5 separate regions of the Mus musculus genome follow, and all the other regions are linked to region 1. Evidence: chromatin contacts called from public promoter capture Hi-C data. All regions are on one chromosome and are shown on one strand. Each heading gives the region's core, a stretch centred on a gene start, on an enhancer-like site or on the middle of the called end of the contact. The rest is flanking DNA. Distances are from core to core; before and after follow the strand shown.

Evidence for each region. Promoter capture Hi-C pulls out the DNA fragments that hold promoters and counts their contacts. Capture Hi-C pulls out chosen DNA fragments and counts their contacts.
Region 2: a contact with region 1 is called in a promoter capture Hi-C map of pre-B cells, with 6 times the contacts expected there. The contact joins the promoter of Cep97 here to the promoter of Cldnd1 in region 1. A contact is called at or near these places in 1 of 39 promoter capture datasets (pre-B cells), 1 of 484 Hi-C or Micro-C datasets (B cells), 1 of 115 datasets of contacts at active chromatin or transcription factors (astrocytes) and 1 of 9 other capture datasets (adipose tissue).
Region 3: a promoter capture Hi-C map of liver shows a contact between it and region 1, with 4 times the contacts expected there. The contact joins the promoter of Zbtb11os1 here to the promoter of Cldnd1 in region 1. A contact is called at or near these places in 2 of 39 promoter capture datasets (liver and pre-B cells) and 1 of 115 datasets of contacts at active chromatin or transcription factors (astrocytes).
Region 4: a contact with region 1 is called in a promoter capture Hi-C map of liver, with 3 times the contacts expected there. The contact joins the promoter of Pcnp here to the promoter of Cldnd1 in region 1. A contact is called at or near these places in 1 of 39 promoter capture datasets (pre-B cells), 1 of 484 Hi-C or Micro-C datasets (B cells), 1 of 115 datasets of contacts at active chromatin or transcription factors (astrocytes) and 1 of 9 other capture datasets (liver).
Region 5: a contact with region 1 is called in a promoter capture Hi-C map of liver, with 8 times the contacts expected there. The contact joins the promoter of Tfg here to the promoter of Cldnd1 in region 1. A contact is called at or near these places in 9 of 39 promoter capture datasets (the 3T3-L1 cell line, the C10 cell line, cranial neural crest and 4 more), 4 of 484 Hi-C or Micro-C datasets (CD4 T cells, liver, olfactory sensory neurons and 1 more), 2 of 115 datasets of contacts at active chromatin or transcription factors (astrocytes and cardiomyocytes) and 2 of 9 other capture datasets (adipose tissue and liver).

Annotation. Positions count from the first base shown.
Region 1 is chr16:58,724,376-58,730,701 of GRCm38.p6, reverse strand. It overlaps Cldnd1 (claudin domain containing 1), which reads right to left and starts at 2,792. Exons shown (of 6, transcript NM_171826.3): 1 at 2,618-2,792; 2 at 1,479-1,529; 3 at 955-1,264. The coding sequence starts at 1,246.
Region 2 is chr16:55,931,161-55,937,486 of GRCm38.p6, reverse strand. It overlaps Cep97 (centrosomal protein 97), which reads left to right and starts at 2,639. Exons shown (of 11, transcript NM_028815.4): 1 at 2,639-2,734. The coding sequence starts at 2,692.
Region 3 is chr16:55,971,180-55,977,505 of GRCm38.p6, reverse strand. It overlaps Zbtb11os1 (zinc finger and BTB domain containing 11, opposite strand 1), which reads left to right and starts at 2,889. Exons shown (of 1, transcript NR_027965.1): 1 at 2,889-4,238. Zbtb11 (zinc finger and BTB domain containing 11) reads right to left here and starts at 3,702. Exons shown (of 11, transcript NM_173026.2): 1 at 3,135-3,702. The coding sequence starts at 3,444. Rpl24 (ribosomal protein L24) reads right to left here. Exons shown (of 6, transcript NM_024218.4): 6 at 6,069-6,195. The coding sequence ends at 6,115.
Region 4 is chr16:56,026,879-56,033,204 of GRCm38.p6, reverse strand. It overlaps Pcnp (PEST proteolytic signal containing nuclear protein), which reads left to right and starts at 3,488. Exons shown (of 5, transcript NM_001024622.2): 1 at 3,488-3,602. The coding sequence starts at 3,539.
Region 5 is chr16:56,713,925-56,720,250 of GRCm38.p6, reverse strand. It overlaps Tfg (Trk-fused gene), which reads left to right and starts at 2,801. Exons shown (of 8, transcript NM_019678.3): 1 at 2,801-3,066.

The sequences.
Region 1 (6,326 bases), core at 1,543-4,042:
CCCGCTCACACCTGCCAGGATGTCTCTGCTTATGAACCGGAGGTTTTACAATACACTGCAGCTGTGTTCCCTTTCTTTGAATGTAAACCTACTTTTCAGATCTGGTATTCCTTTTAATAGATGGAAACTTAAGCGTGTTCTGCTATGATTTGAATACAGTGCTTACTCAGTGAAAGGCCAAAAGAAGTAAATATAAACAAAAATAAACTGTAAACTTTCTAATTTAATACTTGAAAAATTAAAGTCTTTGTGTTGATAGAATTTTTGAAGAATAATTCTGAGAGACAACTTAGATTCTTCTGTAATTTTGTTTAGGTTATTAACTCGTTATAGTTGTACAAGTCTCAAATATGTACAGATTTAAAGGCAGAGTTGGTCAAATTACATTCTCTAAAATACAAGGCAAATGATGGAAACCTACTATAAAATAGGTAATCATTTTTGGTTTTGTTTGCTTTATGAGAGAGTCAGAGCTTCTCTGCATAGCCCTGACTGTCCTGGATCTTGCTCGGTAGACCAGGCTGGCCTCAATTCAGAGAGATTCACCTGTCTCTGCCCTCGGAGTGCTGGGATTAAAGGCTTGTGCCACTGCCGCCTGGCTAACATAGCTAACTGTAAGAGGGCAATCAACTCACAGTTTGACTTGATTCTGCAACTCACATTCTGACTTGATTTTGAATACCACAAACTGTCAAATATTTCAACTGTTCAAGCGAATTCCTCGTGACATGTGGCATGAATAAAAAACAATTTAATTGGCAAATAAGTATGAGGATTCAAGTGTTGATCACAATATGAGGTGCCGTGGTATCATCGGGGACAATGGGATTGCACGGAAGTTGAGGCAAGACAATGATAGGAATAAAACAGATGCAGAAGACTTTCTTAGGGGAAGGAAGCACAGACAAGCTTGCACGTCACTGGGCCATCATTATTAGGACGTAAAGGACGTACCTGTCCTTTCCGGTGGCGCATACCAGTGAGTGTTTTTGGGTATGGTGATGCACCGTCTCCACAGCCCCAAGCTGCCGTTGTATCGGAACAGAACATCGTTGTAAGTCTTCTCATCCGCCTCGTCACCGAGGAAATCTTCCCAGGCGATTTTATTCGAGTCACTTGAATTCTCTTGAATGGGACTTCGATACTCATACCAGAAGTCCGTGCCTATGGAGGCCGCCATGTAGATGGTGGAAATCAGACTAAGCACACAAGCAATCACAAACGCAGTAGCAAAACGGTTATCCATTCTGGCATTCAGACTGCTCTGTTTTAAGTTAAAGAAAGAAAAGTCAGACCTCAAGAGCAAATCAGAATATGCTAAAAAGAAAAAAAAAGCCCCTTTACCCTACTCCCCATCCCTTCTTTCCATAACGCAATGCATTTATCGATGTAAAAAATTTACAAACAAAAGGGCAACAAATGTTAAGTTTAAAACAAAAGGCATTCTCATGAAAAGTACTTATTGAATGCTCACATACCCAAGATGCTACGGAGACAGAAGTCTTGTTCTCTAGTCTATCACCTGCATACTAAAACAGACAACACTGAAAAGGACATACACATTACAGGTACAAACAACAGACATGCCCATGGTCAGCAGTGCAGCGTGCACACCTTAAATGCAGAGTGGATTTTTACACAAGCTATAAACATGCTATGTGTTTTCAGGCTTGTGTGAGAAAAAAGACAGCAGAATAGGAAACGAAGACCCCCCAGCTTTTTTAGTGGGGAGGCTTACAATTATAAATAAGGGCAGAAGTGAGGTGTAAGTTGGAAATCAGAGTTGAAGGTGTTAACCCGAGGGGAAAGTTTAAATGTATGTCATAGCAAAGAGAGCAAAAACACCATGTTAGTTATCAATCTCCTTCAATTCAATTAAAGCTAAGCCAAGCCTCTTGACACAACCGGATTCTTCACTCCTTACTCTCCCCGCCCCCCATTCCATTACACACTTCTCAACCTCCCAAACTGTAATACTGCTCCGTATATCCTAAAATATAGCACAGATCCATAAAAACTAAATAATCCCTACTCGCAAACAGAAAAGTGACTTAGGCAAAATCTGAACACTCCCTAGGCGTGGACAGGGCTCCACGGCGGTAGTAAATGGCCGCGGTAAAATGACTCAAGGCAAGATCACGCTGAGTCAAACCCTGCCAAATGTATGCACACCGTGACAGCACCAAACCCCTCGTCTCAAGCACCCGTGAAAACAGGCTTACAAACTGGGGAGCGGAGTTTGGAAAATGGGGAGTGACTGGGGAAAAGACCGGGGCGACTACAGTCATCAATAGCCCAGCAAGTGCGATTTGTATTCTGATTCTCAAAATTCTCGTCCATCCTGGTGCTCTCGGATGACCTTAAAGGCCGGGTTCTGGAAGCTGCGCCTAGCGCAGTCACCCTGGGCCGCACAGCAGGGCCTGGCATGGGCGGGCGGAGACCGGCAGGGCTGGGCGAGCGCCCTGGGTACCCGAACCCAGCCAGCCCCGGCCCCTTGGCCCGGAGCCCCGCCCCTCCCCGCCCCGCCTGCCGCTCCAGCCCCCGGGCCTGGCCGCGCCAGCAAGGAGCCCTTTCCCCAGGTCGCGAGCCGAGCCGGCCCGCGACCCCGCGAACTCACCGCCCATCCTCTCACTCCACCGGCTTCGCCCTCCAGCTCCGACCACAGCACCCTACTCTCCCCGCGCCTCCTCTGACGTACTTCCCTGCAGAGCCCGCCCCCTCCATAACTCCCGCGCCTCCGCCTCCACCTCCACCCCAGGCCGGGCCAAAGCGGCCCTGGGCCGAGGGGCCTTGTGGGACTTGTAGGAATACTGGAGGAGAAGGGGCTAGAGCCAGAGGAGAGCATGCCTGACGACGCGCGAGGAATTGTGGGGAATGTAGTTCTCTCCGAAGAAAGAACTCTGAAGATCAGTGAGGAAAGCTGAAGTCTTAACTGCGGGATTGTTACACCTCAAAAAAGGAGGGACCAAGCTCCAGAAAGTGATGGGGGAGGATCTTTGGTCAACCATAGTCAAAGGCTTTGATTTAGCCGAGATCTAACGTCGAGTCTTCTGTTTTCCCTACGATAACACCCTACCTCTAAAAATCAGTACTACGGAGTTGATGAACTTTAATGGAACTCTACTCTTCAAATATCAACCCCCCTCCCATTTCCTACATCGTCCCTCCCATTTGAACAACGTGTTCTTCTGTTTTGTTTAAATGTAACTAAGGATCTAACTAAACTAGCATTATAACCTGATATAATTACGTTATTCTTGTTTGAAGAAATCTGTTATTTGCTCTCTACTGTAATCAAGTTCCCTGTTTGTTTCAGTTGTAAAAAACAAAACAAAAAAACAAAACAAAAAAAAAAACCCAACTTGTAAATCCGAAGGATACTAGATTTCAAAAATGTTACTTTAAAGTGTGAATGTAATATGAAATGGAATTTAGAGATCATTTTCAACAGAAAAAGTTGTGGGTAGCCTCGGAGACAGATGGCTGTGTGACATGGAAGCAATGGAATGATTCTAAGCCCTCAAATACTTCACAGGAATTTCTAAACAGGTAGAGAAGATTTTTTTTTTTTTTTTTAAGTTAGAAATCGTTTGCCTTTAGCTTGTGGTTCCGGTTCACCATCACAGGCTGTGTCTGGAAAAGGACTTCTGGCAGAGCCCAGTATCCACAAGGCATGACTAGATTTTCACGGATAGCATCAAATGAAAACGTAATTTGCCTCAGGTGTCATCTTGAAAGCTCGATGAGTGTGTAGAGTCGAATAGTGAATCCACAGTAAGACTTGTGAATGCACTTATGCAGCAGATGTCTTCATCCACCGGCCTTCATGAGACGTCTACTTCCTGAAGTAACTTGTGCAACCAATTCTGGTAAAGAGACATTTTTTAAGAAGAAAAGAAACAGCCTAAGTTTGTAGACAGAGAAACTGAAGCCCATGAAGATGAACTAACTTGGCAAACATCAACACTGAGGTTAGTAAACCAATCTTAAGACACTGGACAATTTACTTCATAATCTTTAAGATAAGATTGCCTTTGGTTTTCAATATATGGACTTTTGAAAATAGAATCTATAGATAAGAAAATGTAAAAAATGTCAGGCAGAGGACCTGAGGATTGTTAAGGAATCATTAAAGCATTATTTACAATTGAATGTCCAGTGTTTGAATAAGATCAGTAGAAGTAGCTTTTTACAACTCCCGATTGTCCCAGATGAAGAGGAGAAGCCTGTCATAAATAGTGGTAAGTGTTCTTGCACACCTCAGCTGGCTTCCGGACCTGTCTGCTAACTACCCAGCTGCTAGACTTGCCAGGAGGGCATTTCAATGTGTTTGTTTAGTCGTGTGCTCTGGAAGTTCTAAGTCCTGGGCTCACAGTACACTTAGTCGTCATGACACAGGAGGTACGAGGTTCTGGAGTCACTCTACAAAGGACAATGATGCCTTCACCTTCCAACAGCACAGAACACCCAGAAAACGCTCAGAACCCTGTTCACTCACAAGCTTAGGGTCAACATGGAAGTGTGTCCTTGGGGTTTTGGCCACCCTGAAAGCCACAGAACAGAAGACCTCAACTTCCTTCTCAAACACAGTCCCACAGACCACACATTCACATTTCTGAGTTATCTCTGTATCTTTGGTGTTTTCCAATTTTTATTTATGCTATGTTCTGTGGGTAGCAATCATCTGTAATCAATTTTTAGAGTTAAATGTTTACTCCTACTTTTTGCTGGGCTGCTAGTCTCATATGTATTATTAATGAACCAAGTAACTTAGCAACTATCACAGATTATGGGATATAGGCTTCAAACAGTGTTGAACTAGGCTTCTGGCTAAATTTTCTAAAGCTGATGTTTCTAGTGTTCAGAAGGAAAGTGTTGTAGTTATGGTGCACTATAAATGAGCCCAGTAACAGAAAAATCTATATGGTTAGATAATGCTCTTTCCACAATAATTACCTTCCCTCTCAGGTTCCCTAATATTCTTAAATACAATTCTTATTTAAAATGTTCACTGTTAACTTGTGTTAATCAAAATATAGCAACCTTGCATATTCATCTTAAATATTTGTTCTATTTTTCTTATAAACTTTGGTGATCAGAAAGGAAAATAGAAATAGTTTCTGAGTTCTAGCCAAAGGCTAAAATTGTGATCAAAATTGCTTTGTATCTGTCTACTATAGAACAATGGCTAACCTTGATTCAGAAAAAAAAAAGCAAATAAAAAATTGCATCTTAAAAAAATTTACAAATTGCATCTTAAAATAACTGTGGGGCATTCACCAGAAAAGACTGCTCAGACATGGGTTTAAACCAATAAAAAGACTTTATTAGCAGGCTGCTGACTACCCTGGGTGTTCAGGATACCAGTGTATATCTGAGCCTTTCTCAGGGTAAGCTTTTCAGCACAAAAACCATATTCTAGATTGGCATACTTCAGTTAACAAAAATAAGTAGCCAGAAGAAGAACTACATAAGCTAAGAAGAAAGCAAGGTAGAGACTTTCCCAGAACTATAGACTTTGATGGGCTACGTGTTTGTTTCCAGGTGATACTGTGTACATGCCGAGTTCTATGGTCTGCGTGGCCTTAATGGAGTCACCTGTGCTTAGGTCAGGGGCTAAGTTCTGGGCTAGTTTGTCCCTGTTATTTATAAAATCCTATTAAGTGTCTCAAAGTGAAATAAATTATAGTTGTTTGATTCCTATTGCTTGTGAATGATAATATAATAAATAACCATTTGGAGATGAGAAATTTGAGTTAAAATTGTACTTTATTTTAAAAGACTATGGGTCTTTCTGGGTCCGAGTGACCTCATTAGTTAAATAGCTATTAAACCACTACTCAAGTCCTAAATTGTATGACTCATAATTCAATTGAAAAGATATAACCGTAACTTCAAATTACAGTTATCATAGATTTGGCAGCAGCAGAGATTGAGGTATATACATAGTTGACATGTATTCAAGTTTATAGGTTTGTGAATTTCTTCTGACATAACAAGATATATTAAGTTAAAACATTGGTATAAAACAAAAAAGTATGCTATGTTAACTAGAGACATCTTTCTGTGTTAGTTTATGTTGTGATGAAATTGGTAGGGCTATTGTAGAACAGAAACTGTCCAAAAGGATTGTGAAAAGTTCTTGTTGGTTAGAAATGGCTCCAAATCCAAGCATGATTCAATCTAGACTTATAAGCGTTTATTGGCTACCTACTGCAGCCAGACCCTGTTGAATTGCTAGGGACACCAACATAAATAACTTTGTTATGCATATCATAAATGACTATCAGATCTATTTTTTTTTATTTGTGTGAGTGTGTATATGT
Region 2 (6,326 bases), core at 1,390-3,889, 2.8 Mb after region 1:
TGCATTTTGCATTTTCATGGTTCCCTGTAGACATCAGAAAAGGACATCTGATCCCCTGGAACTGAAGTGTGGGTGCGGGGACTTGTTCCTCAGCAAAACAAGAGCTTTTAACATCTGAGCATCTCACCAGCCCCTTCCTCTTCCTCTGAAGAAAAACCTCCTTTGGCTGGGCAGTGGTGGCGCACACCTTTAATCCCAGCACTTGGGAGGCAGAGGCAGGCAGATTTCTGAGTTTGATGCCAGCATGGCCTGCAGAGTGAGTTCCAGGACAGTCAGGGCTACACAGAGAAACCCTGTCTCAAAAAAGCCTAAAAAGCAGGAGATGGGATAGGGGGTTTCTGAAGGGGAGACCTGGAAAGGGGAAAACATTTGAAATAAAGAAAATATCCAAGAAAAAAATTAATTAAAAAATTGACAAATAAGACCTCATAAAATGCAAAGCTTCTGTAAAAACAAACAAACAAAAAACCTTAAAATACAGAAAAGTTTAAAACAATTTTTTTTCTTTGAGTTGGGGATGTATCTCAGTGGTTAAGTGCTTGCCTCAGATGAAGAGAGCCTAGTTTGATCCCTAACAGTTTCAGAAACCCAAAACCAAAAACAGTGAACAAGACAAGAGTGCTTCTCGTGTGAACTTTGTGAACGACAACACTCTTCAGTGATGAAAAGCCGGACACAACTGCATGGTCATCCCCAGTATGTGATCACCCTGTGGAGGGGTTCTCTGGGTTATTCTTGTTTGCTGATGTTGTTATTTGGTTTTTTTTTTTTGTTTGTTTGTTTTTGTTTCTGAGACAAGGTGCCTCTATGTGGCCAAGGCTGGACTTGGCATACTTCTCTCCTGGCCCTTCCTTTTTCTAAGTTACATATTCTCTCTCTCTCTCTCTCTCTCTCTCTCTCTCTCTCTCTCTCTCTCCATGAATGAGGTAGCACACATGTGGAACTCAGAACACAATTCACAATTTTCAGGAGTGGGTGATCATCTTCTACTGTGTGGGTTATGGGACTTGAACTCAGATCATCAGTCTTGGCAGCAAACTCCCCTACTGGCTAAGCTGTCTCTTCATCCTCTCCAATTGTTTTAATTTATGCACTGGCTGCTCTTCCAGAGGTCCTGAGTTCATTTCCCAGCAACCACATGGTGGCTCACAACCATCTGTAATGGGATCTGATGCCCTCTTCCGGTGTGTCTGATGTGTGTGTGTGTGTGTGTGTCTGATGTGTGTGTGTACATGTGTACTTGTTTTGTTTTTAGACAGAATCTCTCTGTTGCATAGCTCAGGCTATGATTAAACTCACTATGTAGACCAAGGTGGCCTTGAACTCACAGACATCCTCCTGCTTGCCTCTTCCAATATCTAACAATATATAGTCTTCCTCCCAACTGATGGGATTAAAATTTGGGCCACCACGACAGGCTTGCTTTGTTTTCAGACATATAAAGTTGTAAGACTGTTCTCCAAGTAAGGTGTCTACTGGTTAAAATGAAGGGGGGAATTCTTATTGTTTCTTCAGAAATAGAAAAGTATCTTTAGACTAAAGCAATGGGAAACAGAAAGGTCTTTAAGGGCAGTGATGCCAAAGGGAACCAGGAAAGAGGAAATGCTCTTAGAATTTTGAGCCTGAAAAGCTAGAAGCACCAAGTTACTGAATTTTCCTGAACAGGAATCCTCAGACTTCAGAGAGAGCCTTATAGCGAGTCATTCTATAGAGAAGCTAAAACCCTTTAAAATTAATTCAGACTTGTCAGAATGGGTAGCGGCCATAGAGACTTCTAGCAATGAGTTCTCAACATCAGTTTGTTTTAAACAATGTCCTTATAATGTGCCAGGTGGTAAAAGTGTTGAATTTCTCGAACACCAAGAGTAGCTTTTAGTACGTTGAGCAGTTGATGAAAGAAAGTGGAGCCCCCTTTGTACGATTGAGTTACCTTGTAAACCCTAGCTTAATTTTACTTCCCCTGTCAAGTTTTGTCCAAAGATTGTAATTTCTAGTTCCCGATTACCGAGTTCATAGTTAAATCAAAAAAAGATCAGCCTGTGCCCTCCCAACCAGGTAAAGTAAGTATTCCTGACTCTGGAAACTATTTTAAACTTTTTTGAATACTCTGGAAAAAGTTCTGGGTACATATGTATCAAATATACTCCTTGACCAAACTGTTCAATGTGTAAGAACCACCATTTAAAACAAAAATATCAGTTTCTGAGGCTTTAAATCTATTTAATTAGGTAAGATTGGGTAAATTGCAAATATAACGTATCCATTTGACTATGTCAAAATATTTCACTGTCATTCCTATAGAGAAGCTAAAACCTTTTAAACTTAATTCAGAATTGTCAAAATGGGTAGCTGCCATAGAGACTTCTGGCAATGAGTTCTCAAATTCAGTTTTAAACAACGTCTTTATAATGTGCCAGGTGGTAAAAGTGTCGAATTTCTCAAACACCTGGCCCTGGAGTGAAATGGTTTATCTAACAATACAGCTTGCTCACCAGATCAACTTTAGGTGTCAACCCGGGTCTTCTAAGCTTTACCTCCCACATTGTAGCCAGCAAGTCCCATCAGGGAGCCAATTGGGTCGAGTGAGTGCTGTGCATCCTGGGAGTTGTAGTTTGCAGCGCCCCACTGCTGACTACATGCTCTACAGAACGGCAGAAGACGGTTGCCTGGTGTCATTAGCAAGCGGCAAGTATGGCGGTGGCGCGAGTCGACGGGGCTCTGGCTCCGGGAGAAGGTACGATGATCCCTACCCCTAAATTCCAAAGTTTACTTCAGTATGTCATATTAAACAGTTGCTTGGTGTAAAGAGAAAGCCTGGGTTTAGAGGTGCAGTTTTGGACCAGTTCTTTTGATGAGGGGCTGTAAGCAACACGGAGGCGCACTTCCTACTGGGAGTTGTAGTCCCGCTGTCTGGTCCAGTCCCGCAACATTACTGTGAAGGCTGAATGAGGGACTTCAGTCCCCAGGAGCCTTCGCGGTGCCCGGCGCCCCTGTCCCGCGCTCTCCTTAGCCTGACTGGGGGCAGTGGGCTTCGGACTGCGGTGACCTTTCTGGGACGTTTACTTTGAGTTCCGAGTGCCCACAGGAAATTAGTGCAGCCTTTTTATTTCCCGTGCCTCTCCTTCTCGTCCGAGAACGTTCAGGAAGCATCTCATCTGAAACCGCATCACAGTCTGCTTGAACTCTTCTTTGGAAGTGACCAGTAGCCGTGGTAGAATCTGAGAATGACCCAGACACGCGTTGCTCCCCGATCATTCTGCAGGCCGGGTCCCGGGGTCGAGTTTGGTCTTTGTTTGGCAGAGCCCAGGTTGGGGGGTGCGCCTGTGCTTGGGAGATGCCTCCGTGGGGCGCCGACCTCAGAGCTTTTGTTTTGGTTACACTCTGAGGCGTGGTAGCAGCTGGCCCGATTGGGGCAGAGCAGGGTAGGTAGAGTTGAGGCTCATAACCCGGAGACCCTTGAGTTCCTACGGGAAGGAGTTCGGCTAAAACATGTGTCGACACTTAGGAATTGTGTGCGGACGCTAGGTGCGCTTTTCCAGGACAGTCTAGTTTTCATCTCGAAGAAGGGGCTCACGACGCCTCACGTGATAAGAAAACCGAAAAGCATTGAAACCCTCTAGGAGCGCAGAACCGAAAAATTACATCCCAAGGTAGCTCCAGTCTGATCGAAAAATTGAAATTGGCAGTTACTCAGGCCCCGCCCACTCTGATAGCTTCTTTTCTCAACCTTCCTAGCTCACCGAGAACAGCAGCAATAAGCACTTACAGAGCCATTCTCCCCGCCCCCAAAGAGCCAGATGATATTTTGGATGCCTTTCTCCCATTATCTCATGTTTTTATGTAGAACAATGTTTATATTATATTCTCACTCTTTTTCTTTTTTCTTTTCAAAGCCATGGTCTCATTATGTAGCTGTGACTGATCAAAAACTCAAAGAAATCCTCTTGCTTTTGCCTCTCCAGTGCTGGGATTAAAGGTGTGAGCTGTGCTGTGCACGTGGCTCATCCACTTTTTTTTTTTTTTTTTAAAAAAAACAACTTTATAGTTTTTAAAAAAGATTTATTTATTTATATGAGTACACTGTAGCTGCCTTCAGACACACCATAAGAGGTCATCAGATGGTTGTTAGCCACCATGTGGTTGCTGGGAATTGAACTCAGGACCCCTAGAAGAGCAGTCAGTGCTCTTAACCACTCTGAGCCATCTCTCCAGCCTTTTTTTTTTTTAAGATTTATTTACTTTATGTATGTGAGTACACTGTCACTGTCTTCAGACACACCAGAAGAGGGCATCAGATCCTCATTACAGATGGTTGTGAACCACCAAGTGGTTGCTGGGAATTGAACTCAGAACCTGGACGAGCAGCCAGTGCTCTTAACGGCTGAGCCATCTCTCCAGCCCATTGTTTTTCAAGACAGGATTTCTCTGTGTAGCCCTGGCTGTCCTGGAACTGGTTCAGAAAACTAATCTGGCCTTGAACTCAAGGAGATGCCTTTGCCACGGAGTGCTGGGATTAAAGGCCACCACTGCCTAGCTGTTTTGTTTTGTTTTGTTTTTTCAAGACAGGGGGGTCTCAGTATGTAGCTCTGGTTGTCCCAGAACTCACTAGATAGACGGAGCTGACCTTGAAAGTGAAGAGAGGTTGGCACTTTAAAAATCGCCTGGCTGTCATCTATGTCTTGTAGAATAGAAAAGTTAACTCAAAGAAGAAATGGAGAGGGGAGAGGCTAAGAGAGTGACTCTTGGAGGAAAGACATGGGAGGACACAGCGAGGAGTCAGCCAGCCTCTAGGAGAGGGGTCTCAGTTATCAAACCTGCCAACACCTTAGTTTTGGGTGTTTCAGACTTTGAAAAATAAATGATAAAAAGAGAAGGAAACTTGTCTGAAGTGATTAAAAGGGTGGGGGGCTACAGTCTGGATTTGTGATTAGCTGGGGTTGGGGGTGGGAGTGTGGGGGGTAGGGGCTACAGTCTGACTTTGTGCTACAAGTGCTTTATTTAGTGCTGCCTGCAACCTTGTGAAATTAGAAAATCATTGCATTCCATCGATTAATTATCTACACTGTGATTTTCAAAATGACTTCGAAGTCGCTGGGAGAGAGTAGTTGGCACAGTGCTTGCTGTATGTGACAAGCATGAGGGCCCCGAGTTCCATCCTCAAAACCCAAGTAAAAGGTGGAGCTTGGTGGCAGGAGCTTGTGGTCTCAAGTGCCGGGAAAGTGACATGGGCGGAGTCTTAGTGCTTGTTGGCCAAGTAGCTTACTCTGCTTGATGAGCTCCAGGCCAGTGAGAGATCCTGCCTTGAAAAACAAAGTGAGGGCTGTAGAAATGGCTCAGTGGGTAAGAACACTCGAAGTGACAGTGTGCAGACTGGAGTTCAAATCCCCAGCATCCATGGGCAAAGCCCCAGCACCTAGTGCATACATGGAAAAGCTCAGCACCTAGTGCTATGGAGGTTGCTGACTTCCAATCCAGCGCTAGGCTTTAAGGCCCACTGAGAGAGTGGGTCAAGAGAATAAAGAGTAACAGAACGGGACACCCAGCATTCTCCTCTGGCTTCCCTGGGCATGCATGATAGACACTGCCCACCACTCCCGTGCACACGACTTTGGGCTCTTGAAGATGTACTTGAAGTTAGGTTATAAACATTTTGATCTCTATATAAAAAAGTAAGTTTTAGGGTCTGATGTGATGATAGCTATAATTCCAGTATTTGGGAGTTGGGGGAAAGAAGATCAGGAGTTCAAATTTAGCCTTGGATACATAGTTTATGCCAGCCTAGCCAGCATCAGACCCTGTCTGAAAACAACAGCAAAAGATAAAACAAAACACAAAAACCCCAAACAACAATAACAAAAACCAATCTAAGACAAAGAAAAAAATTGAAAGATTGAAAAAAGGGGGAAATTAGCCAGGAGGTGATGGCACCCTCCTTTTGTTATGCCCAGTTCTTGGCAGAGATCACAGATGTAAACACACAGTCTTATCATCAGGATGCTACCTTCCCTGCTCCGCAGGTTAGGAATGCAACACTGGAGTCTAGAGGATTGGGGTATATATATGGGAAAAGGGTAGGCTGGGGCTTTCAAGCATGGCCTTACCTGATTGGGTGTGAGGTAAAGGAATGCTAGCATTCGAAACTGAGAACATTTGTTTTGACAGCAAGGAGGGACCATACAACTGGAAAAGGACCTTTTTGGTCTGGGAAGAACGGACTCATTTGGTTATTTTTCTAAGCTGGCCCCAGCTGTCTGGGACCACCTGGTTGTCTCTTTCCCATAGCTTAACACTTCAAGGACATTAAATTTCTGCCCCCTTCAAAGACA
Region 3 (6,326 bases), core at 1,640-4,139, 2.8 Mb after region 1:
CAGTCACTGCTCTTCCACTGAGCCATCTCTCCAGCCCCTTTCATATTTTTTTTTAAATCTAAAACTTTTTAAAGTATCAACATGATGTCACAAAATTGCACACCTGACTTCTGTGATGGGACAGTTTTATGCAGGCACTAAAATTATTGTTTAAAACTACCTCAAGCTAAGTGTATAAACATAACACACTTTATAAAACATATATGATCCTTTGTGTTTTATAATAGGGCTGTTTCCTCAAGACATCTCATTATGTTTATACATAATATGTCCTAAATTGAAAACAATTAGAAAACTTGTAGTCTAGCCTGACATAGAAAGACCACTGTCTCAAATAAAAACAAAACAAAAACCAACAACAACAACAAAAAAAAACCTGTTTCTAAGCATTTCTGTCAAACATGCCTTAGTGAGTACTAGTTTAATAAAACACCCTGTCAAGTGTCTTGCTCTAGAACAGAGTTTTGTATGTTTTCAAGACAGGGTCTCATTGTGTAGCTCTGGCTGTCCTGGAACTCACAGAGATCAGCCTGTCTGTGTCTCCCAAGTGCTAGGATTAAAGGAATGGCACAAGCCACTATACATGGTCAGGGCTTTTGCTTTTGAAGCTTAGTAATATAAATGCTTCAAATTATGATGGGATTATAATCCCAATGATCCCATCATAAATTGAAAATATCCTTAAATGTAATGCATATATAATTCACCCAACCTACCAAACATCAAAGCTGTGTAGTGCACTATAGAGTATTGGACATATACCAATTATCACCTGCTGACTGGAAATTATGGTTATGCTGCATGCATAGAAAGGTTATATTAACATATTCCTACCCTGGGCAGAGGTGGGAATAAAAGAATCATGCAGCAGAGAGGCAAACAGAACATGAAATTAGTAAAGTGAGACACTGATACTCTGTTTTTTACATTTAGACAAAGGTCTCACTTGATAGAACAGGTTGCCTCTGCCTCTCAATATGAACAATATGCAGCCATGATTCTAGTTTTATTCCTCACAGTTAACATTTCTTGGAAATTTAGTTCAGATTTGGGAGGTGGGGAGGGAGAGACCAGGCTGGCCTCAACTTTGCAGTGATCCTATGGCCTCTGCCTCTGGAGTACTGGTATAGGCCTGGCTTAATTCAGGGTTTTTTTTGTTGTTGTTGTTGGTGTTGGTGGTGGTGGTGGTTTTTTTCATTTCACTTAATTTGGTTTGGTTTGGTTTTTTTTTGAGACATGGTTAGCTTTGGCTGTACTGGAAACATTCTGTAGAACAGGCTGGCCTTAAACTCAGAGCTCTGCCTGCTTCTGCCTCCTAAGCGCTAGGATTAAAAGCATATACTACCACACACCCAGCTTATTCAGGCATTCTTTACAAATATCAAACAAGTGTTAGGAGGTCATATTAACTGCCAGGGAAGATGGATTACAGTTTAGAGCACTTGTTGCTCTTTCAGAGGACCAAGGTTTTTGTTTCCACGCACCCACATGGTAGCTCACAACCATTCATAACTCCAGTTCTAGGAATTCCATTTGACCTCTGTAGGCTCCAGGCACACATTTACATACAAGCAAAACACCCATACACACAAATTTTGAAATATAAAGAAAAACTGTATGAGAATAAGATAAACCTGTTAACCACTAAAGATTTCTCTAAGGAACAAAAGGACTACCAAAGAGTTCCTAAAATAGGCTTGATGACAAAGTTGGTAAACCTAACAAAAACTAGCATCTAGAACAAATGAGATGACTCAACAAATAAGGCTGCCAGCCCTAGCCTGCATGTACATACACATACACACAGCACATAAAATAGAATTTTAAAAACTTACTAGAAAGATTAGAGGGACTGGCTTGACAGCTCAGTAGTAAACAGTACTTTTGCTCTTTCAAATGACCAGCGTTCAATTCTGAGCACCTACCTGGTGTCAGAAACATCTGTAACCTAACTCCAGTTCTGAATCCAATGCCCTTCCCTGACCTTCGTGGGCAGCTGGTGCGGGCACACACACCGCCAGGGAAAACATTCACACACATACATTTTTAAAAAAATTAAAAAGAAAAAGGTCAAGCTTTTCTGCTCTCATCTACTCTCCAAGGGATCAAACAGTGCTAGGGTCATTATATTCTGCTCCCAAATAATCAATGATTTGATGGTACAGGTCTGTAATCCCAGCTAGTGAGGCACTCAGATCCTTAACTCAAGGCCGGCCTGAGTAATTTAGTGAGATCTTGCCTCAAATCGAGAAACAATCCGTCAATAAACCTGTTGCCTGATCTTTTCTCAACACACACTGCGTAACACAGTTCCCGAGGCTATTTTCACAAAGTAAAAAGAACGTTAAAGCGTTAGGAAACAGGATCCCTGTCACCGTGATTGGTGAGTCAGGGCTGTAATATCAACACGTGAGAGGCTGAGGTGGGAGGAGTGCCACACTCAAAACAAGAAAAAACATACGACACAAGTGTCATCATTCCTCCTAATAAAATAAAACCTCTTATGGTATGTCGGTCTTGTCCCATCTCCCGAGAAAAAGGATCTGGCAGTCTGGAAGGCTGCCTAATGCCCTAAAACCGGGACTCACAGCGACTGCGCCATCATTAGTCCTAATAACCACATTATTCCTTGTTTCTGTGTCGCAGTTGCAGAAACAGACATTTGGACCTAGTCCAATGGCCAAATCCGAGCGGCACTCACTGGGAGACGGCAGCCAGGGTTTGGGACAGCTTTTTCTACGGCAGAAGGGAGAGGGAGAGGGTAGGTCTGCCTCTGCCTCTGGGTCTCCCACCATCCCCTAAGGGCCTCGGGGGCGGGCCCAGATAGGCCGCACCACGCCCTCCACCGCCTGGCCCGGCCCCGAGGGAAGCCCCCGAAGCCCCACCCCGGGCGAGGGTCCGCCCCCAGCCTCCCGGGCCTCCTTCCTGTAGGGGAAGTGCGGCTGCTTTCGCGTCCCCAGCCCGCTCTGCTCCGCTTGGCTCGGCTGGGTCCCGCGGTTGCCGCGCAGCCGAACGGACGCACGCACGCCTCCGGGCTAAGGATACGGCCCGGTCCCCAGACTTGAGGGCTCGCGGGTGCGCACGCAGGCCGGGCCGAGCCGCCCCCCTCGGCCCCCGGGGCCCGGCGCACTCACCTCGCCACCAGTAGGTCTTGGACAGGTCGTGCCAGGTCTGGTGCCGGGTGTGGTGGGTGCCCCCGGGGCCCAAATGGGCCGCCTCGATGAGGCCCTGGCGACGCTCCGGCTGCAACACCACCTCCAGCTCGGCGAAGGTCTTGCGGTGCCGCTGCCGCCGCTGGTAGTAGAGGGTCCCGCCGCGCACGACGTAGCAGGCGGCGGCCTTGCGGATCTTCCGCTTGACATTGCCCTCGGTGCCCGGCGCATAGGGCTCGCGTTCGTTCGTCAGGTAGCGCAGGATGGCCCGGTAGCTCTCCTCGCTTGACATAGCCGCCGGCAGCGCCCTCGGGGGCGCCTGTCAGTGGTAAGGAGAGGCAGACAGCGCCGCGGCTCGGGAGAGGGGCCGCGGCGACCCGGGGAGGAGCGAAGGCGACGCCTGTGGTGGGCGCTCTCTCTCTCCGAGGGCGCCCGCCTGCCCGCCCGCCGGCAGCGCGGAGGGGAAGAACCGACCACCTGGTAACCAGGGGGAACTGCACTTCGGCAGCGCGCGGGATCCGCTGGCGACTGACAAAATGGCTGCTGCACCACCGGAAGTGACGCGCGGGAGCGGGGCGGGGCCGCCACCCCGATTGGAGCGCGCTACGGCTCTGCGCTCCCAGGGAGCCGGCGGTGTGACGTCAACACTGCGGAGGACATGTTGGAAGAGGGAACGCGCTCTCTCGGGCAGATACGGGGGTCCTCAGCAGACATCTTAAGTCTTGGCAGGGCCCTCCCCCACCGCCCTCCCTTTCCTTTCCCACGCTCTCTGTAAAGCCACGTGTTTGAGCGGTTCGCTGTTTGTTTCCCTGAGACCCTCCCCGTAAACGGTAACTGAGTCAGTTGTTCTGTATACTCTGAGACTAGATATACCAGATACCGCCGAGTTTGAAACTGTAGCAATTGATTGCCACTGTCTGAGCCTCTGGGCCAAATACTGTCGCAGTATTACCGAGCATTAAGTGCTTCAGTGTTACGAATTTTCTCCAAACTACCTAAGTAATTTTCTAGAAACATCACCATGGTGACGACTATGCAGGTCCAGATTGCTTAGATGATTAAATAACATGCAGAAGTAACTCTCAATCCCGTTTCCTTGTAATGCCCGGACGCTTTGTGCTTATTCCTTGAAGCTAGAAGGTTCCAGGCTTCCCAACCCAATGACTTTAGTTAAAGAAGCTATTTTTCTTTATTTCTGCCTAGAAGACACACACATTATCTATGACGCTTTTAAACGTTTGTGGTACCACAGGTAAGGAGCAAGCAGGTGGCAGTGGGCTCAAGAAACCAGACAGTGGTTAGAGTGTTTCCATCGTCTATGAAGGAAATGAAGGGTAAAAATGGAGAGCATCTTTCTCCCAAGAGATTCAGATACAGGTTTGTACAGGGTGTGGCTTCATGACCTTTGTACTTTAAAAAAAAAAACCGCTAACGGGATATTTGAATCAAATCTTGAGAATACACATAAAAAGAATGTTGCCAATACAATTAAGATCCATCTAAGCATTTGCAGGTAACAGGAACTGTTACAGCCAGGCGTGGTGGCGCACTGGGAGGCAGAGGCAGGTGGATTTCTGAGTCCCGAGCCAGCCTGGTCTACAAAGTGAGTTCCAGGACAGTGAGCTCTAATATACGGAGAAACCCTGTCTCGAAAAACCCAAACAAACAAAAAAAAAAAAAAGAGAGAGAGAGAAAACCCAGGAACTGTTACTGGTCTTTTGGTTTTTTTTTTTCCCTTTAATCAGACTTTCCTAAGAAAAGCTAAACTTTAAACTTGTGTCCTTGCAAAGGCCTACATTCCATGTACTAATTTTTTTACACAAGCTAATGGTTGTTTGGGAAAAAGATCTTGTTACTAGGCTAGTCATACCCTCATACCTCAGATACTTTTAATATTTTATTTTCTACATGTGAGTGCATGGTCACGGTCTTCAGACACCAGAAGAGGGCTCCCAAAACAGATGGTTGTGAGCCACCATGTGGTTGCTGGGAATTTGGAACTAAGGACTTCTGTTAGAGCAGTCAGTGGTGCTCTTAACCTGATTTCATCATACAGCCAAGATGACCATGCACTTCTGAGGTCTCCAGTTTACGAGCAGACCCTAGAATACTCAATCCCACTTGAAAGAAAACTCAAAATGTTATATGGCTGTATAACTCTTAGCCCAGAAAACAATATCTAAGCAATATTACAACTGTAATCAAAGCACTCTAATAGAAAGATACAGAGTTTAAGGCCAGAATAGGCCAGAATGTCTCTTATCCTTTCCTTAAAAAGGGGGGGGGGGGGGGTGGTGGTGCAGTGGCACCATGCTTTTAATCTCATTACCCAGAAGGTCGAGGCTGGTTAATTTCTTGAGGATTTTAGGCCACAGTGACAGTGAAATCTAGTTTCAACAGGAAAATGTCCAGCAGCATGTGTAGGTGCGCTCCTATATAAGATACTGACAGGTGGCAAGACCATCTTGAGGCTCCAGGCCTTGAGTCTTAAACCATGAGACAGCAGTGGTCTTCACTGAGGTCTTCATGGGGGAACAGATTGAATAGTTCTAAACTAACTGCTAATGGTGATGTACTACGTGATGAGTTAAGCAGTTACAGGGAACCAAGGCGGGCCTTCAACTCTTTTCATGTCTCCTATTCCAAACATGGCTCACAACCATATCACTTTGTTTGCCATCTCTTCAACTGACATATTAGGAGGCATTGTAGCTGAGATGTCCTGGAACTCAAGATCTGCCTCCTGAGTGCTAGATTAAGTGTGTGTGCCACCACACAAATGAGAAATTAACATTTTTAGCTGGAGGTTGGACCTAGGAACTCAAGTCAAGGAAAGCATGCAGTCTGTGGCTAAAATGCCCCGCCCCAAGTAAGAATTCATGCTTTTGATGAGGAAAAAAAAATCAATCAGCACCACCTAGAGTTAAAGATAGAGCTTTATTTCCAACTCTGCTCTACCACACTAGCGTTTCCCACCAACTCTGGGGGCAGAGACCTTCACAGGCTTCACAATCTTTTGTTTAGGTGCTGCCTTTGTGGGGGCCTGCAAAAAAAAAAAAAAAAAAGTCACATCACTTATTCAATGCGACTGTCACCTTGCCCTTACTGTTAAGTCTTTACATACCTTCCACTGTCTTAATTTAACTGTGTTAATAAATGTCAAAGTAACTCATT
Region 4 (6,326 bases), core at 2,239-4,738, 2.7 Mb after region 1:
CACTTTGGGTGGCTTGCAACCCCTGTAACTCTAGTTCTGGTGGGTCTGACACACTCTGGACTCTAAGGGCACCTGTATGAAATGTGGTAAACACAGCTCATGCAGGCATATACACACATGAATACAAAAGCTGACATTAATACCTGGTTAATACATAGTACTTATTGTATGGATAGCATTTCTAGGAAATACTGTTTCTTCAGCCACATGGTTTTTAAATACGTCTTAGAAGTTATTGTTGTTTGAATAAAGTGATGCCCACAGATAGGTCCTTGGGGATTGGCACTGTTAGGTATGGCCTTGTTGGAATAGTTATGGCTTCCTTCCCTTAGAGGAAGTGCATCACTTCTAGGAGGTTGGCTTTGAAGTTTCAGATCTCAGGCCATGCAAATGCGGCAGGCAGTCAGTCTATTTGTGGATCCAGATGGAGAACTCTCAGCCCCTTCCCCAGCACTGTACCTGCCAACATCCTTCCTGCCATGACAGTAACAGGCTAACACTTTGGAACTGTCAGCCAGCCCTAATTAAATGTTGTCCTTTATAAGAGTTGCTGTGGTCATGGTGTCACCTCACAGTAATAAAAACCCTCCTAAGACAGCTATATTTTTACTATTTTTTACTTTCCTTTTAAAGATTTATTTATTTCATGTATGTGTGTATACTGACACTGTCTTCAGACACACCACAAGGCGGCATTGGATATCTATTACAGATGGTTGTGAGTCACCATATGGTTGCTGAGAATTGAACTCTGGAAGAGCGGTTAGTGTTCTTAACTGCTGAGCCATCTCTCCGGCCCTGTTTTTATTTACTTTAATGTGTACTTGCTTGTGTGAATGTATTGTGTATGTGAGTACCCATGAGACCAGAAGGAAACATCATATCCCTTGCTATAGTTACAAGTAAGTTGTAAGATGTCCAACATGGTTTATGGGAACTGAACCTGGTTTCTGATGGCCCAGCCATGTTTCTGTTCCCAGCCACATGGTTTGGGTTTTGGGGTCTTTGCTGGGAATCGAGGTCTCAGCTTAACAGCACATTGGAGGCCGCCAAGTTTACATGAGGAAACAGCAATCTAGAGTGATACATAATATCCCCTCCCCGAGAAAGGGTCTGTGGTATATCTTTGGCTTTGAGCTCACTGACACCCACATACCTCTGCCTCCCAAGTGCTGGTATTAATGGCACAAGAAATGTGAGAATCGTAAATACTATCCTCTAAAGCCATATAGGAGACATGGTGAACCAAGCAGGAGTTAAATACTACTATACGACAGTTTCCTGGTCACTTACATATAATTATGTGCTAAACAGTGAACTGAATGGGTAAGTGCTCCCCATCTCTACTTGAAGCCTGAGTTATTCATTCACAGATACCGAACAGCTTTCGTGTAGGTAACCACCAATACAAGGTGCTATGAAATGTGGCTGCTTTTTAGTTTTAATTTTTTGTGCCTATATGCTGATGTGTGTGTACATGTGGGTATGCACACATGTGTCGTTGGACTGTCTTAGTTATCTTGAGTTGTGTTTTCACTATGTAGACTAAGCTGCCTTTAAGATCCACCTGAGTGAGATTAAAGGCATGGCCACCATCCCTGGTGCCACTTTAACTTTTGATACAACCTGGAGGTGGCCGACTTGGCTGGACTGGCTGGCCAGCAAACCCCAGGGGACCTCCTGTCTCAGCCTCTCCCTCTCTGGCACTAGGATGACTGGCACCCCAGCTTTATGTGAATACTAGGGATCCAAACTCTGATCTTGAGATAACCGGATGATTCAGTATAGCCACTGTTACCAACATCCATGTTTCTCTGTTCTGTTGTTTTAGTTTGGGGGTAGGCCCTCATGGAGCTCAGGCAGGTACTGAAATGGCTGTGTAGCTAAGGATGATACCTTTATCCCATGATCACCTGTTGAAGGGGTACTAGCATTTATTTGGATACAGGGTCTCCCATACCCCAGGCTGATCCTATCTCCACTTCCCAAGTACTGGAATTAGACATATGTGCCACCACTTCATTATGCAGTGTTGGAGATGAAACCCACCATGGGTTTTGCACGTTAGGCAATCACTTGGCCAACTGAGGTACAACCAACAGTCCACTGATATTTTATGGAGAAGTAAAAGCAGGTCTGTGGACAGCAACACTCAATGTTGCTTGGAGGACAGAATGAACTATATTCTCTAATACTGGGTGTATATTACAGGCTAGGAATTGACCAAATTTGGGCAGAGGAATGAGTATAGAGAAAAAGAAGTAAGAAACAGATGAGGCTGTAGCATACTTGATGCATGGATTTCATTGACACTAAATGAATCTACTAAAGGTTTCTAGGAGAGGCAGGACTTAACAGGTGTTTCCAATCTGGAAGAGACGAGTCCTGTATTTTACTGTTGAGTATAAGACAAGTGCTGGTGCTAGCACAGAGGCAGGGAACGCTACAAGACAACTCTTGTGCTGTTCATTGTGTCCATGAAGGTTAAGAGACAAGACTGGCACTAGCTTTTATGATAAAACTCTGTCGGATACTTTTACCTTGAAAGAATAGGGCGATTTAACCAGCAGACAGTTTTACTCCAGACAGTTTTATAGGAGTAAAGAAAACTCCTTGAAAAACACCAAGAAGTGAATAACTTCTAATTCAAAGCAATTCCGAACGTTGAAGCTGGGCTGGGGCGTATTTTAAACGTTATTAGAGAAGGGATGAGTGGAATAGGGTAGATACAAAGCCGACATCTCCAAACTGCAGTAGAGCAAACTACCCTTCTCCGTAAGAAAGACAGCTCCTGCCCTTCGGAGTGTAGCCGGGGATTTTGTTTGTTTTTTATGTATTTTTTTTTAAACAGGTGTTTGAATATATGCAAGTGAGTGTGAACTCTTAGTAGTCGGATTTCTGGAACTGGAGTTATCAGTTAACTGTAGACCACCCAACTGGGAATTGAACTGTCCTCTGAAACAGCAGGAAGCGCCCTTGACCTCCACGTATACCTATTTCTGCTTTTAATGTTTGCTTGCTTGCTACAACTCTCACGCTGAATTTTTCACGAATGCAAAAGCCGCGGAAATTTCTTCCGCCCCAATTTCCGTAAGGCTCTACGACGTGATCTTCCATAAGTCTCTTTTCGGTGTCATTGCACAAATGGAAACGATAATTGCACACCGGACCGCACTGGACGGTGTCAACACTAAGACAGCGTCCGTTAACTGCTGACGTTTCTCTGTAAGAACACAGCCCTATCCCGTAAAATGAAGGACCAGCCGCGACCACCGCTGAGCGTGGAAGCACCTAGGATTGAACCCACCGTTCCACGATCGGTGAGTCCGTACTAACCCGGACGTGCCATCCCACCGCCCAGTCCTCCATAGCCGTCACCACACACCTCGTTCCAGCCAACGACGTCACATCCGTCCCCGTCTCGGGTTCCAGGTCCTCTCTAGGCTGCGGCCTCGCTGGCCCGCCCGAAGCTTTGTGGTTGCTGGGCGGGGCCGTGACGTTCTTGCCCGGGCTGCAGGGGGAGGCCGCGGCGAGGAAGATGGCGGACGGGAAGGCGGGAGAGGAGAAGCCAGAGAAGCCGCAGCGAGCCGGAGCCGCCGGAGGTGAACACAACCCCAGCGTCGCGGGCTACGGGGGCTACTCCGGCCTTTCTTTGGGGTTCCCAGGGCGGGTTGGGGGGCTTTCCGGCATCGCAGGAGCCGGCGGAGCTGGCGCTCGCCCGGCCAGGGGCTGGGCCCTGATGAGTGCCGGGCACGCCCGGTGTGGCCCGCGGGGGAGATCGAGGTCCGCGTCGCCTAATCAGAGAGGCCGCCGGTTACCACCGGGCGGTGCGAAGGGAGGTGGGAGCTTGGCCCGGGAGTCCGAACAGCAGAGAGCTCAGGGCCCGCTGCGCACTCAGGCCGCCGCACGAGCGCCGAGCCGCCGCGGGCACTGGCCGCATGCCGGCTTTCCGAGGTCGCCGGCCTCTCGGTTACACGTAACGAGGGTTGATGCTCTCTTTTTCGCTGCGGAGGTGGAAGACCCCAGCCCACTCTCTGCTGTATTTTCAGACATAACATTTATAAACCCTGCGATGGCATAAGTCGAGGCGATGCAGGGGAGAGGGGAATCTGGCTCAAGCAGCAAACGCTTGAAATTAGGGTTTGATTCGCTTTCTTTCCGGTATCTTTCTTAGGCTGCCAGCAGCGGAGTCTATGTCAGATATTTCGTTGGCGTGGTAGGAAGGTGTGATCTTCCTGTAATTTGTCGCGAAATTAAACTCAGATTATAGCTATCTTTTCGTTCCTCCTACCCCCGTAATTTTTGATGGTGTACATAAAGGAAAAGAAATGCGTAGTCTCTTTTCCCCTACGCCCTTTTGTCGGAAGGATAATTAGCACATGCTTAGAATGTTTTAGCCTTTCACTGTTCTGGCTTTCTTCGGGCTTATCCTTGAAATACTTAAATGTGAGAACATATAGGTTCAGTATCGCATAAAGGCCAAAAGTAGGGTCTACCAAGTTTGTTAATTGCCGAACACCCCCGCCCCCACCCCACCCCCGGTTTGAGCTAGGAGCTCATTTAGCTCTGGCTTCCTGAGTACTGGAATTACAAGCCACGGCCACTTTCTCAGGTCTCTTCCTCATTTTGTTTTTTTTTAAAAATAAACTAGTAAAATAGCTAATGATTTTAGTTCTTACTTTAGACCTTCTATATGTTAAAAGTAGTTTGAGGAAAAACTATAGCCTAAAGTATCTTGGGGTGGCCTTGAACTTAAGGTCCTTTTGCCTTGACTGAGAACATCGTTTTAAGGTACTGCTAAAATGTACCTTAAACGTCTAAAGAAATTCGTGTGTATGTATGCAGTGTACTTGCCACCCTTTCAGTTGAGGGACATTCTGTCCTGTGAATAATATTTCCATCTTAACAGTGTTGGGGTTACATTGATTATTTTATGTTGGTAACTTAAAATAGCAGCCCTTTTCTTCATAATTTGCCTGATTTCGTAAAGCTCACTTTAATATCAGACATACAGGGGTCATGCAGAGTTTCTTAACTGAAACATTTCGCCCATAGGTAGGATTGAATTGATAAGCTTCAGGCAAGTGTTCAGCTCTCTTGGAAAACTTTGTCTAGACTTGGCAACCTTTCTTCTGTGAGACAGCCCACGGTGTTGGAAATACGAGTAGTTTCCCTACTCATTCAACCTCGTTATTGATCCTGGAGGTTGAACCCAAGGCCCCATTTATGCTAGGGTTGGGCCTCACGACCGTGCTCTATTTTAGTAGGGAGACGATCCCCTGTGTAGCTCTTTAACTTAAGTAGAAACTTAGATTTAGAGACAAGCAACTTAATGTGTAATCACAGCCATTTCAAGCTATCAAGGGTTACGCCAAGAGCCACTTCAGTGATGTGTATATTTCCTGTGTCAGAACAGGACTCATGGACTACCTGTCCTGTCAGAGAGCTACTGCAGTCCTTGGTTTTGGGGGGTTTTTTGTTTTGGTTTTTTCTTTTCCCCCAGACAAGGTACCAGAATGCACATGACTCAGGAATGGTACCTTTGTGGAGTTGTCCCATCTCAGCTAGTCAGGGAAAGAGAATAATTGTAGTAGGTTTGGTTTAATTGATATTAACTTACACATAAACAGAAGGCTTTGCTAAAATATTTTTTTATCTAAAAGCTAACAATTTGTGTAATGATGACTTACAAATTGAAAGGGCAGAGGCTGGAGAGATGGCCCAGTGATTAAGAGCAGCAAATGCTCTTCCAGAGGACCTGGGTTCAAATCCCAGCACCTATATGGCATCTCACAGCTGTCTGGAATTTCAAGATCTGACATGTCCAAACAGACATACATTCAGGCAAACACCATTGTATAGAAAATAAAAATAAATTATTTTTTTAAAAAAACAAAGGATGTTCTTATTCACAAATGCTTGTTCATTTATTCATTATAATTCATACTACTAAAGATATTCACAGTATTAGTCAACAGTCATTCAACATTTTTTCGCCCACAGTTCTAAAATACAAAATGTCTTAGTAAGCATAGTGCTGAATTCCAGCAGTTGGGATGTGGAAGCAGGAGTATCCCTTGGGAGTTCCAGGTAGGGGTTTGAGGTCCTCCTGGGCTACCTTACATAGTGAAGTTCAGACTTCCCAGGATTCCATAGTGATACTCAGTCCACAAAACACAAACAAACAAAATGTCTCAATAAATCCAAAGTAGAGATCCTTGATTAAAAGTTCCAAATGCTCAATTAGTTTGAGTTTAAAGAACATTTGGTACTTATGAATTAAGTGTTAATATTCAGTGATAGGTCTTAACACTCAAATTTTCTTG
Region 5 (6,326 bases), core at 1,552-4,051, 2.0 Mb after region 1:
TGAGGAGATGGCTATGTTAGCATGATCGTGATAGTTCTCAATATCATATTGTATACCTGAGATATGTAATTTGTACTTTATCCTTTATTACAGCTAGTGAATAGTCATCTTCACAAATATGTTTATAACAGCAAAATCCATAATGGTTTAATTTTAAACCATTGTCTACTTTTCTATATTCCCTAGAGTCCTTGTCTTAACTTTAACAGTTAATGAGATTGTATTATAATTTTACTTACCATTACATACTTATGTAGTCCTGCTAATAATATTAATAATAATAATCACATTGAAGTCCCCTGAAATTCTCATCTACTGAAGAAAATTTGGGCTTGTTCCTTTATGTAAAAAGAAAACATTTTATCTGGTTTTGACTATTAGGAATCAAACTTACTTTTGGACATGTTCTTGGCTAACATTTTATTTTCTCTTAAAATACTGCTTAGAGTCACTGGGTCACAGAGTAATTGTAATTTATTTTAAACCTGTATTTTTAAACACTTTATTAAATCAATAATAGCTAGCTGCATATGTATCAGAAGATGGCCAAGTTAGCCACCATTGGAAAGAGAGGCCCATTGGTCTTGCAAACTTTATATGCCCCAGTACAGGGGAACGCCAGGGGCAAGAAGTGGGAGTGGGTGGGTAGGGGAGTTGGGCGGGGGTATGGGGGACTTTTGGGATAGCATTGGAAATGTAAATGAAGAAAATACCTAATAAAAAATCAGTAAGAGCTGAGCTGTTTTCTAAGGAGGCTGAGTCATTTTACAGTGGCAACAGCAATACTTAGCAGTTTAGTGCTAACTTTTAAGGTTCTGATTATTCCAAAGGGTGTAAATAGTTATAATTCAGTTTTGGCCCATTGGTCATGTTTCTGAGTACCAGCTCTTAACTGAAGATGTGGAGTGTTTGTGTGTGTGTGTGTGTGTGTGTGTGTGTGTGTGTGTGTGTGTGCAGTAGAGGCAAGTAGGGCAGAGTGACATGATCCAATGCTTATCTCTTACAAGCTGTTCCCAGGGGCCTCTGGTACAGTTCCTATCTGTATAGTTTGGTACAGTTCCTATCTATCTGTATAGTTTCCCCAGTGGAACTTTGCTACATGCAGAGGTATGATCTTACAATTTGTTGGACTTTGGACTTTGTTTGCCATGAAACCATAATATTATAACTGAGACTTTCTGGACCTTGGTGATAATAAATGAAGATGAAACCCCCTACCCCCAACCACCCGGTACTCACTAGACAGCAATAGAGAAGGGATGTGTTCTAGACTGGGAGTTTAGATGACAGTTACAAGTCATGTGATTTGAGATAAGATCACAAGACATTATAAAGGAATAAGCAAGACAAGGAAAACTCTGAATTTCAGGCCACCACTAAAATTTGTGACTATGAAGGTAAGCTGAAATTATTAACAAAATAGTACCCCAGTTAAGTAGTGAATGAATATATTGTCCTGAAAGCAGACAAGCAACAGTACTAAAGTCCTTTCTGAGCACTGCTACAAAATCTACAACCTCTTCTTTCCAGATTATTCTGGTAATGAGATCTCTGTGTTTCTAGATGTAGATTTTTTTAATAAAAAGTATGCTCAAATTACATCTATAGGCATTGTATGGTTTTTGCACAGATACTATAGGGAACTGTATCCATGTCTAGGACATACGGTATTATAGAAAAGAACATAAAGGAACATAGCAAAAGAACAAATTATAAAGAAAGAAGTCTGTATGAGACCAGAGCACACATCTAAGCTTTCTTCCTGGACACACTTAATTTCTTCCAGCAACAAGTCCCTAAACCATGTGAATAGTCTGCCAGAAGTTACTTGTAAGACTTAGATTGTAGTGTTAGATTATACCACTCCACTTTGCTTTATTTATTTATTTTTCTTCTTCTTCTTGTTAAAGGAGATTACGGGACCCACTGGTTGCTGTGTACTAAGATTCCTGGCACCCAGATTGCAAGCAGATTGAAATGTGTTCAGCGTAAAATACATTTATTCAAACACTTTAGACACAAGGGATGGCTCTTAATAAAGAACAGTGGAAGCATTGTTGAATTCTAGTTGCTCAGACACTAGTCAGGGACCAATGTGTAAGCAGTCTTTTCAAGGGTGAGTCCAAGCCGTGTTTGCTCCTTTGTGACTGAGTCACCTCACTCAGGATGATAATTCTCAAGTTCCATCCATTTAAACACATCCAAAGCAAAAAGAAAACTGAATTTAGGCGAGTGTAGGGTATGGTCAAATCTCTATCCTATAAAAGCCTTCTTGAAGCCTCGGTTTTTACTATCCAAGTTTGTCTTTTGCACCGGTGGGTGTGCCCTCTAAACTCGGATCTTCCTAAATGTTTGGGTAGAGCTTAGCTGGGGAACTGACTCATCCTAGCACTCTTTCGGCAAAGCGTAGGCACTCAATCCTGAATGAATGAATGAATGAACGTGTAGAAAGAAGGCGGAAAAGGGGTTCGTTTTTTCCGAGATGTGACAGACTAGCGCGTAGTCACGACAGCCACAAAGCAACAAGACCCAAACCTTTCTGGACAGATGCCCCACTTCCCCCAGGCTCTCGTAGCAAACCCAGCCCTGCAGACTACGCCCCGCCCACCCAGCAGCCAGACTTAGGAAAGACTGGCTGCCCGGAAAACCGGAAGTGCTGGTAATTCCCTGCGCATGCGTGTCCGCCTCGGCTCGCACTTCCTACACTCGGTCATCCAGTGAGGAAGCCGGGCCGCTCACCCGACGCAGCGGGGTCTTCGCCCGCCCCGCCCCTCACCCACTGCGCATGCGTCCTGACTGGCTTGTGCGCCTGGAGGCGGGGCGCCAGGGCAGTTTTTTTTTTTCTCCCCTTCGCTCCCGCCCCTGCGCTTCCCACCTGCCACGTACGGGACCGTGGCTGTCGCTAGGCTCGTCGGGTGCGTGCGATTGGCCAGCTCTGCGCAGCCTGCAGCTCGGCGAGGCTCGGCGGACGGCGGCGGAGCGGACGGGGTTTGGAAGCCTCCTCTGCGACACCGAGTGAGCCCGCAGCGGCCGGGTCAGCTGAGGTGGACGGCCTCGGCAAGCGGGGTATGTCCGCCGGAGTGAGGCGCGCGTGGCGACTCAAGGAGGAGGTCGGGGGAACCGGGAGGGCCGCAGGGCTTCTGGAACCTCCCAGCGCCGGGTGGGAGGGTGGGGCTGGGGACCGTGGGAAGGGGCTGGGAGGGAGGGCGCAGGGCCCGGGTGAGGCGGACGAGCGGCCCGGCATGGGGGAGGGGCGGCTGGGAGGGAGGGAGGGAGGGGGAGGAGAGGGCGCCCGGCCCGGCCTGACCTGGAGGGCGTTTGGCCCCGCTGATACCCCAAGTCCTGTTCCCTCCGGCCCCAGAGAGTAGAGGGGAGCCTGGGGGTACCTCTTACGGAGGTCGAGAACCAGGGATCGAAGAAGCCTGGGGCGTTTGCTCGGTGCTTCACCCTCTAGAGCAACTTGGAAGGTGGAGGGTGAATCATGGAAGACATAGAAAGGGGGCTTGAGAAAGCCCAAAGCGTTTGTGCCTGATCCCCGGGAGTGGCTTGGACGTTGGAGCGTAGACCTGGAGTTAATCGGTAGATTGAGGACACAGAAAGGAGCCCCATTCGGTCGTACACTCCCGTGCTTAGTGTCCTCTTGGGGCCCTACCCAGTTTTACTGATTACAGTTGCCAACTTTTGTTAAGTTGCCGTCTCTGGGCACGGTAGGGAGAATTGTAGATAGGTAATCTCAAAGATTCTACCAAAGTAGCTTGTTAGGCTCCCTTCGCATGTGCAGAAAGTACGCCGCAGAGAAGAACTTGAGCTCACATAGCTACCAGTGAAAATGGTTACATTCTTGCCATATACACTGCGTGTCATACAGATTTTGAGACCCACTTACAGTTTTAGAATAATCAAGGTTCTTTAAAGAAAGAAAAGAAAAGAGAGAAAGAAAAAATAGAGAAGAAAAAGGAGCCAGTTGGTGGTGGTGCACTCAGGAGTCAGAGGCAGGTGGATTTCTGAGTTCGGGGCCAGCCTGGTCTACAGAACAGCCAAGGCTACCCAGAGAAATCCTGTCTTGGGGAGGCGGGGACAAGAAAAGAAAGAAGGGAAAAAGAAACTTGTTTAGAGGGTGGGCGTTTTAGAAGCTTCTGAAAGAGGGCCTCTTCTCAGGTTAAGCAACAGGTGCCTGAGGCTGAGGTATCCTAGTGCAGGGGCTATGTCCTTGGACACATCAGTGTATCCCAGTTACCAGGAATTTCTTGGATGAAGGTTAAGTTCCAGGTTGAGTCACTTCTGGACTTAGGAAGTAGTAAGACAGCAACGAGATGCATCAGAAAATGCATAGTGATCTTAACAGTAGTTCTAGGAACTCATTCATGTTAATCTCTACCTGCTTAGAGAAAGGCAGGACCAGAGTTGACAGCTGTGTGGACGAGGTTTTCTCTTGGGACAGGAAATAACGGTGGTGCCTGACATTGCTACACAAATGGACAACTTTTAGCTAAGACTGCAGGGAGGAAACTAGAAATGAAACTGGGCCACCCATGGTAGATGTTAAGGATATGTAATGTTAGCTTTTAGGTCCACTGGAGCTGAGTGCTTCCCAGTTCCATCAGAGGGCATATTAATTACCAAGTACATTTGTGCTGGAACTTGGTCTTACTTGGGAGTGTATCTTGATATGAGGTGCCCCTTCTGGCCAGGTAAAGAAGGTACTGTGAGATGGTTCTATGGTTCAGGAACTGAGAGTGTTCAGCTTTCTAAGCACCGGTCCTTAGTCTATATTGCTGACTTATATGGCCTATAGATAGAAGGCAGTAAATGCAGATTTATTGTAAGATCTTCATTCCTGTCAGACTATCAATGAAAGTATGAGATAGTTACTATCTTTCTAAACTTAATATGTTTTAGAGCCTGGGGTAGAGTAGATGTTATGTAAATGTTTTCTAAAGGTGGAGAACAAATTGGGCCAACAATGTAAGAGTTGGTTCTATAGAGGTGTCACGTCATCACAGCCATTAGAAGTCACCTGTGAGACTGATCAAACAAAACCCAACAGTGCTCTTTACATTAAGATAACTGTGGCATCCAGATTGTGGAACATTGTTCCACTTTGTTCTTCTGCTTTGACCTTGTAGTGAAGGGCTGTTTTCATTTGAGGGATAGTTAGACGCAAAGACTAGATAGAGCGTTTATGTGAGGACTACTGGGAGGTTTATATTTAATATTCATGATATAAGCTAGGACTCATGAAAAACAATTCAAGATGAATAGTTTGGTGATTTGGTGAGGGATTTTCCACATTAAAGGGGCGGGGGTGAAAATGGAGGTTCAGTAAGTTTTAGGGAAGGAGACAGAAAGCTGGCAATAGTGAAAGTTCAGGAATGAAAGCAGAGTAGCCTGTGGGAGGTTCAGGACAGCTTAAATGGTGCTCTTGGTCATTTACTTGGAACAGGTAAAAAGAGTAGGAACATTCTGTGTCTATAGATAAGCATGTTAAGGAATTACTTGGCCTTGCAGAAAAACAAATATTAACCCATTACTTGATCCTAAATATGCACTTTTATAGTAGTAATTTGAATTACTAAAAGTCTTAAGGTTCAGAATTAGGATTATAAATTCATAGGACAATCATATTGAATAACCTGAAATGAGATAATAATAAGAAAAACCCATGAGGGGAAAATTCTGTAGCAAGCCAGTATCAAATAGCTACTTTTACCATTTAAAAAAATACATTTTTTTAACGTGGTACCAAGTATTTATGGAACCCAAAGCCTTATGCATACTAAGCAAGCACTGTACCACAGATCAATGTCCTTTTTTAGAGTCTGGTAGCCTGGACTGATCGATCGATCAATTATTTATTTATTTATTTATGGTTTTCCTAGGCAGGGTTTCTCTGTGCAGCCCTGGCTGTCCTGGAACTCACTTTGTAGACTAGGCTGGCCTTGAACTCAGAAATCCACCTGCCTCTTCCTCTCAAGTGCTGAGATTAAAGGTGTGCGCCACCACGGCCCGGTGCCTGGACTGATCTTGAACTTTGTAGTTGAGGCTGGCCTGAGTTCCTGATCCTGTCCATCCTATACTTAGTTCTCTTCTTTTTAAAATAAAGAATGCATGGCTGGGGAGATAGATGGCCAAGCTATTAGCAGCAGTACTACTTTTGAAGAGGACCCGAGTTCAGTTTTCAAATCAGAGGTCTCACAACCACCCATGGTTCCAGCTCCTGATGATCCAACTCTGGCCTCCTGGGGCACCTGCACACAGAAATAAAATAAATCTTAAAAAAATAATAGGAGAATACAGTCTAATCATACACACCCATTTTGATTGGA